Linked DNA regions of Mus musculus: region 1 is linked to region 2. The links are chromatin contacts, called in public HiChIP or PLAC-seq maps. All regions are on one chromosome and are shown on one strand. The core of a region is the stretch at or near the end of the contact, and the rest is flanking DNA. Distances in the headings are between cores, read along the strand shown.

Region 1 (3,204 bases), core at 452-2,951, 420 kb after region 2:
TAGCTGTCTCTTGTGAGACTATGCTGGGGCCTAGCAAACACATATGTGGATGCTCACAGTCAGCTATTGGATAGATCACAGGGCCTCCAATGGAGGAGCTAGAGAAAGTACCCAAGGAGCTAAAGGGAACTGCAACCCTATAGGTGGAACAACAATATGAACTAACCAGTACCTCGGAGCTCTTGTCTCTAGCTGCATATGTATCAAAAGATGGCCTAGTCGGCCAACACTGGAAAAAGAGGCCCATTGGACTTGCAAACTTTATATGCCCCAGTACAGGGGAACGCCAGGGCCAAAAAGGGGGAGTGGGTGGGTAGTGGAGTGGGGGGCAGGGTATGGGGGAATTTTGGGATAGCATTGGAAATGTAAATGAGGAAAATACCTAATAAAAATATTTTTTAAAAAGGTGTGGGGTTTTTCTCCTTCACATTGAGAACAAGAGCGGTGAAAATGAAAATGAATTATTTTAGTGACAGAAGTGGACACATCCAGTCTAATGCCCTGGCTCCTTTTTCATTTAACTCAGCTTGGTTGCATTCTTCACAGGCTCTTCGTGGCTCTTTGGAAGAGACAAGAATCCCCTGTCAACTTCATAAATCTCAAAGCCTTTTCTCCTCCTGTATTCATTTAGCTATAAGGAAATCACACACACAAACACGCACACACATACACACTCACACATTGTATACATACATATACACAAAATGTTACACATGGACTTAAATGGTGTGGTATTACTTTATTTAATTTTCTCTGACTTTTTCCATATTCTAAGTCTAATGCAGTGAAATTCCCAAATGAAGCAATTTTGTAGTCATATGTGACAAAAGAACCTATTTTATCTTTGAGAAATATGACCATGGAAACAATGTATTTCAGAAAACATCCTTCCTTACTGGTGCAGCTTGATTCAGCCAAGCAACCAACTAGTATTTTACAGAGAAGGGGGAAAAAACAGAAAGGCCCTAAATGCACGGTTATACAAATCAATGCATTAGCCACAGGGAACACTTTCACTGACTGTGACTAAAGTTCATCAGGAGGTACACATGAGGGTGTGTTCCTGTCATCCCAGCAGGCAGGATTCTTAGCTACAGACTGGCTCTATGGTAATTACTTAATTAATTAATATAAATAATAAACAAATAAAAGTCTTCATTTCAACCTGTGGCATCTGCTTGTCCAGCATCCAGCATCCAGCCCTTCCCCCACCCTTTGAAAAGATGTCTTCTCTCTAAAATGCCCAAGAGATTGAGTCTTCTCTCCATAATTCTAAAATTATAATCATATGTTTGATGCTAAATGCTGGTTAGATCTCTTATTCCAAATTGAATTAGTTCTCAAAGGCGATTCCAAATTAGTGATAACCATATGTTCACATCTCAGCAACAGGCACGCGAAGCTATTTCTAGGCTGTTAATTATGCAATCACCAGGGAGTGCGTTTCGGGGTGGGGGTGGGGCTTCTCCTATACTACCATACTGACCCCCCGAAAATCTAGACTCGTAAGCATGACATCAGACATAATTCTTGGACAAATTATATCAGTAACACCTGCAGATCATATATAAAAACAGCAAGACAGAAGCCAGAGAGGGGCCTTGGAGCGCAGCCAAACTCTAGTCTCCGAGGCCACATTTAGCACAAGCCAAGCGGCACGGACCTGAGTTTGCGTGTGATGGATGGGCCCTGCAAGGCACTTCCAGATCATCCGTCATCACTGTTGTTGTTTGCAGGTGCCTCTTGGTGTGGCGATGGAGGAAGGGGAGAGAGGATATATTGCCAACTCATTTGAAAGCCGTTAATACCTCTGCTTATTAAACTCTTTTACTTTTTCCCCTCACTGTTATAATGTATACCCAAGTAGTCTAGCAGCTTCTGTATGCACAAGGAAACCCCTGTGAAAAATCAAACTGCAAATAGCCAGCCAAGATGAAGGAGCTAAACTAGGTAGCCAGAAGGACAAGCAGTGCTCAAAAAGAAATACTTTTCTAGTTAAAAAAAAAAGAAAGAAAGAAAGAAAGAAAAATCCCCATGACAACCTTGAGGCCGAGTGCCTGTTAGATTCCAAAAGAAATGAAAGAAACGGAAAATGGAAGTCTCAGATGGGACAGTTTAGAGTTTGCCTTAGATAACAATCCTAAGCATTATTAAATTTATTTATTCACTTTACAACCCAATATCATCCCTCCTTCTCCTCCTAGTACTCCTCACGGAAGTCCTCCACCCATTCTACCTTCTCTTTTGAGACTGGAAAATCCCCCTCTGGGTGTTAACTGCCTGCCCCCAGACCTTTGCTCATCAACTCCCTGGAGGACTAGGCCAGACAAGGCAAGAGGTTCAGCCCTTGCTCCAGTTGCTTGGAGAACCCACATGAAGACCCAGCTGCTCATCTGCTACATATGTTCAGGGGCCCAGGTCCAACCTGTGCTTGCTCTTTAGTTAGTAAATCACTCTCCGGTAGCCCATAAGGGTCCAGGACAGTTGTCTCTGTTTGTCTTCCTGTGGAACCTCTATCCTACTCTGGTCCTTCAATCTTCCTCCCAACTCTTCCATAAGACTCCCAAGCTCCATCTAATATTTGGGAGTGAGTCTCTGCATCTCTTTCTGTCGGCTGCTGGGTGGAGCCCCCTCCCACCCCACCCATTTCCCTTCTCTACCCTGCTTTCTCTACCTCTGATCCCACCTCCTCCCTCTGCTCCTCTTCCCATCCCCTCTCCCACACAGTTCCCTCCTTCCATTGACCTCCAATATCCATTTTGTTTCCCTGTCTGAGAAAGATTCAGCCATTCTCCCTTGGGTCCTCCTTGTTATTTGACTTCTTTGGGTCTGTTGACTATAGTATAGTTATCTTGTATTTTATGGCTAATACCTACATATAAGTGAGGACATACCATGCATGTCCTTTTGGTTCTGGGTTACTTCGCTCAGGATGATAATTTCTAGTTCCATCCATTTGACTGTGCAGCTCATGATAGATATCCTTGTTTTTAGTGGCTGAGTTTCCAGTTTCTGGCTATTATGAATAAAGCTGCTGTGAACATAGTTGAGCAAGTGCTCTTGGGTATATGCCTAGGAGTGGCATAGCTGGGTCTTGGGGTATAATTATTCCCAGTTTTCTGAGAAACTACCAAATCGATCTCCAGAGTGGTTGTACAAGTTTGCACTCCCACCAGAAATGAGGAGTGTTTCCCCTTGCTCCAC
Region 2 (3,441 bases), core at 574-3,073:
CCATGCAAATACTTGCATCCCAGTGTTGTTTGAAGAACAAAGGTGGGGTAGGGGTGGGGTTTGCACAGGATGGTTGACAGCTACTGTTCAGAAACTCTACACCTCAGCCTCTCACAAAGTTCATAGCCTTTTCTTAAGACTCCTGGGGATAAGAATGCTAGAAAAATAGACGGCCATGGGCACACATTATCCAGTCTTGAGAAACTTATAGCATTACTTTTGCTGTATTCTACTCTATAGATGGGAATCTTGGGGACTAGGATTTAGTGGTTGTAGGGAGCTGACCTAGCCATGCATAAGGCCTTGGGTTCAAATCTCAGCACCTCAAAAATAAATCCAACTCACACTCAAGGTAAGTAACTACTTCTAGAGCAGGAAACGAAAAGGCACCGATTATTGGGACTATCAAAAGCAGCTTTCAGATTTAGTTGTGGTCAAAATCCAAGACACCCTTGTGCCACCCTTGGGGACATTTAAAAAGAAAGCTGTCAGTATCGACCATATGACCAATTGAAGAGACTGGGTCAACAGGACAAACACCCTTTTGAAAATACAAAGTCTGATGACTGGGAGCTCACTGGTGTCACTCCCATGGTAGTTTTTGTTTGTTTCCAATTGGCAAAAACAAACAACCACAAACAAATAACCCCCACAATCTAAAATCTTGTTTTCCAAAGCAAAGCAAAGCAAAGCAGCAAGCAAAAACCTCCTTCTGTGAGTCTAGCTCCCCCTAAATTCCAGGGCCCACAAGATGAACAGGAAAGAGAGTGAGCACCTTCTGTGACTCAGTTGTACCTCCAGGCTAGCAATTCTCAACCTGTGAGTTGTGACCTTCTTTGCGGAGGTTGAACAACCCTTTTACAGGGGGTTGCCTAAGACCATCAGAAAACACAGATACTTACACTATGACTCATATCAGTAGCAAAATTACAGTTATGAAGTAGCAATGAAAGTAATTTTATGGCTGGGGGCAGGGGGGGGGGAGGTGTCCCACAACATGAAAGGGCCACAGGGTTAGGAATGGTGAGAACGACTGCTCTAGATGTGACGATTAGTGTTATTTGTCACCTTGACAGACTCTAGAGTCACCCAGGAGATAGGTCTTAAGGCATGTCTGTGAAGGACTGTCCTGATTCATGATGGTGGGCAGGACCAAGCCTTGACATGTTTAAAACAGAGAAATGAAGGAGAGCACCAACATGCTGGTGTCTGTTGCCCGTTCATTCTGTCTCCGAATATGACGTAACCAGCTCCTTTCAGTTCCTGCCACTGTGACTTTTCTGCCAGAGTGGACCTTAACCTGAACTCTGGACCAGAACAAGTCCATTCTCTCTTAAGTTGTCTTTATTTTACACAGCAACAGAAAAAGAAATTAGGACAATAAACCATGCAGATCTGAGAACCTATCTGTATACTAAACCCAGTATATAAGCCCTATTATGCCCTACGTGGCCAGTGTGATGGGAAGAGGACCCAGACCCCAGCTGAAGAGAACCAGACAAAAACAGTAGCTTTCCTTACCTTGATCTCTATAAAAATTTTGTTGCTTAGAAAAAAAATTAAATTCTCCTTGCTTAGAAGGAGAGTTCATATTTAGAAATACTGTGAACCAGAAAAAAAAAATGGTATCTTGAATCTTGGCGTTCCAAGTCTTGTTGGCTTGTGGCCAAGCTTCAGGATGCTTCTAAGAGCCATGTGGGGAATGCAAATCGGGATGTCTAACTCTCTTAAGGGCAGTCAGGAGGGCTGATGGTCTATGCTGCATGCTGTAAATCTACCACACAAAAAACCGCCCTCTTTGCACCAGCAGCAGCTCCAGACTTTGGCCTAAGCCCAGTTCCCTATTTCGTCCAAGTTGCTCTTAGCCTTAGTATTTAAGCCAAAGCTTTGTTCTATACACAGGCTGCTATTGATTGGGCCTTCTTATCTCTGTCTCCACAGATAAGGTATACATTAGCAAGACTATTCAGGGGTGGCCTTTTACAAAGGCAGAACGTCTCTTTGGTATCCAGGGTCAAGAAAGGCAGTGTTCAGGAGTGCTTGGTATCTTGAAGGTGTGTATAGAAGTGGTGTACAGAGGGGGTCCAGAAAGACACTCCCAGGCAACAAAGTTGTGAGGAAATGTGTTTTTTGTTCAGATCTGTGCCCCAGTTGGAAGTTGTATTCAGTAGATGTTTTATTTTAGGGCTGGTGTATGTGGTTGGTATGTGTGTGGTGTGTATGTGATGTGTGCATGTGTGTATGTGGTGTGTAATGTATAAAGTATGTATGGTATGTGTGTATGTGTGTGTATGGTGTAGTGTGTGTGTGTGTGTGTGTGTGTGTGTGTGTGGTGTGTGTATAGTGTGTTGTGTGTGGTATGTGGAGTGTGTGTCTGTATGTCTCTGTGTGTGCATATATATGTATATGTGTGGTATGTACAGTGTGTGTGTGGAGTATGTGTGTGTGTTTACATACACAACAACCTCTTTAGGGATTGGAAGTCTGCCTTGTACTCATTTTAACTTCTGGAGGCCAATGTGAGAAGTCTATGCTGGAAGCCTGTTAGCTTATTGTTTCCCTCCTTGCAAGGCGAGGCTGCAACGTGACTTTAGCCACGCATACCCAGCTAGAAGAGAGTGAGACAAAGTGTGTGGGAATTGCCACAATCTGCTCCCAGTCCCTGGATTTCCCTTTCCTAATGCTCTGAGCAGTGCTTTGCTTAGACAAGTCAACACTCGCTCACCAGCCACTGCACTCTCTGGCTCAGGGTACCAACGCTACTTAGTTTGAAGAAAAAAAGGCTGAAAAAAGAAAGAAAAGAAAAGAAAGCTTTCCTGGAATCTCTCATGCGTGTGAGAAACAAAAAGAAAAGAACAGAAATGTCAGAGCCCATGCTCTCGTGGTGATAGGCTCTGGAAAAGGAGACTTTAGTTTTTCTTTTCTTTATCTGGTATCACATTTTCAATTCACACCCATTATTAAGTGCGAGAAACACAATCATAGATTAGTTGAAGAAAGGGAGGAGCTAACTTTGCTAACAGAACAAATGACCTAGGCTATTTCTAGTCATCTGGTCATCGCGCTCAAATATGTTATGCCTATAAATAGAAAACAGGCAAGGGGTAAAGAAAAAAGATCCCCAAAGGAAGGAAGAGAGATGAACGAATAGAAAGGCACATAGGTCATGTCTGTGGCCACCTTCCCAGTCAAACCTTTTATCAGCTCTTCTGGCTAGAGAAATGTCTGTTAAAGGTGTGTTTACACTCACAACGTTGTTTCATAATGGGAGTTAATGATTGTTAGAGCTCTTACTGAATTTGTGGAGCATGTTTCAGCTTATTCATCACAAGTTAGTCCAGGCATAGACTGACTTGCTGTAGATTGACCTAATGTGACCAGTTGCCACAGGCCACCATGACATCTGGCTGCCAGCAGGGACATGGTGATCTTTTGGTTCAG

Evidence for each region. HiChIP or PLAC-seq counts read pairs in DNA pulled down with a chosen protein or histone mark.
Region 1: a contact with region 2 is called in an H3K27ac HiChIP or PLAC-seq map of neural progenitor cells, with 8 times the contacts expected there. The contact joins two enhancer-like sites. A contact is called at or near these places in 2 of 484 Hi-C or Micro-C datasets (cerebral cortex and nephron progenitors) and 2 of 115 datasets of contacts at active chromatin or transcription factors (cardiomyocytes and neural progenitor cells).

Annotation. Positions count from the first base shown.
Region 1 is chr13:102,332,795-102,335,998 of GRCm38.p6, forward strand. No RefSeq gene overlaps it. Among named protein-coding and RNA genes, the nearest start is that of Gm36703, 15 kb to the right of the region's middle. Within about 2 kb of position 1,702, at least 19 of the 459 cell types and tissues checked have an H3K27ac peak or open chromatin away from gene starts, as enhancers often do. A contact at or near this core is called in neural progenitor cells, where this site is marked.
Region 2 is chr13:101,913,083-101,916,523 of GRCm38.p6, forward strand. No RefSeq gene overlaps it. Among named protein-coding and RNA genes, the nearest start is that of Gm41044, 100 kb to the right of the region's middle. Within about 2 kb of position 1,824, at least 50 of the 459 cell types and tissues checked have an H3K27ac peak or open chromatin away from gene starts, as enhancers often do. A contact at or near this core is called in neural progenitor cells, where this site is marked.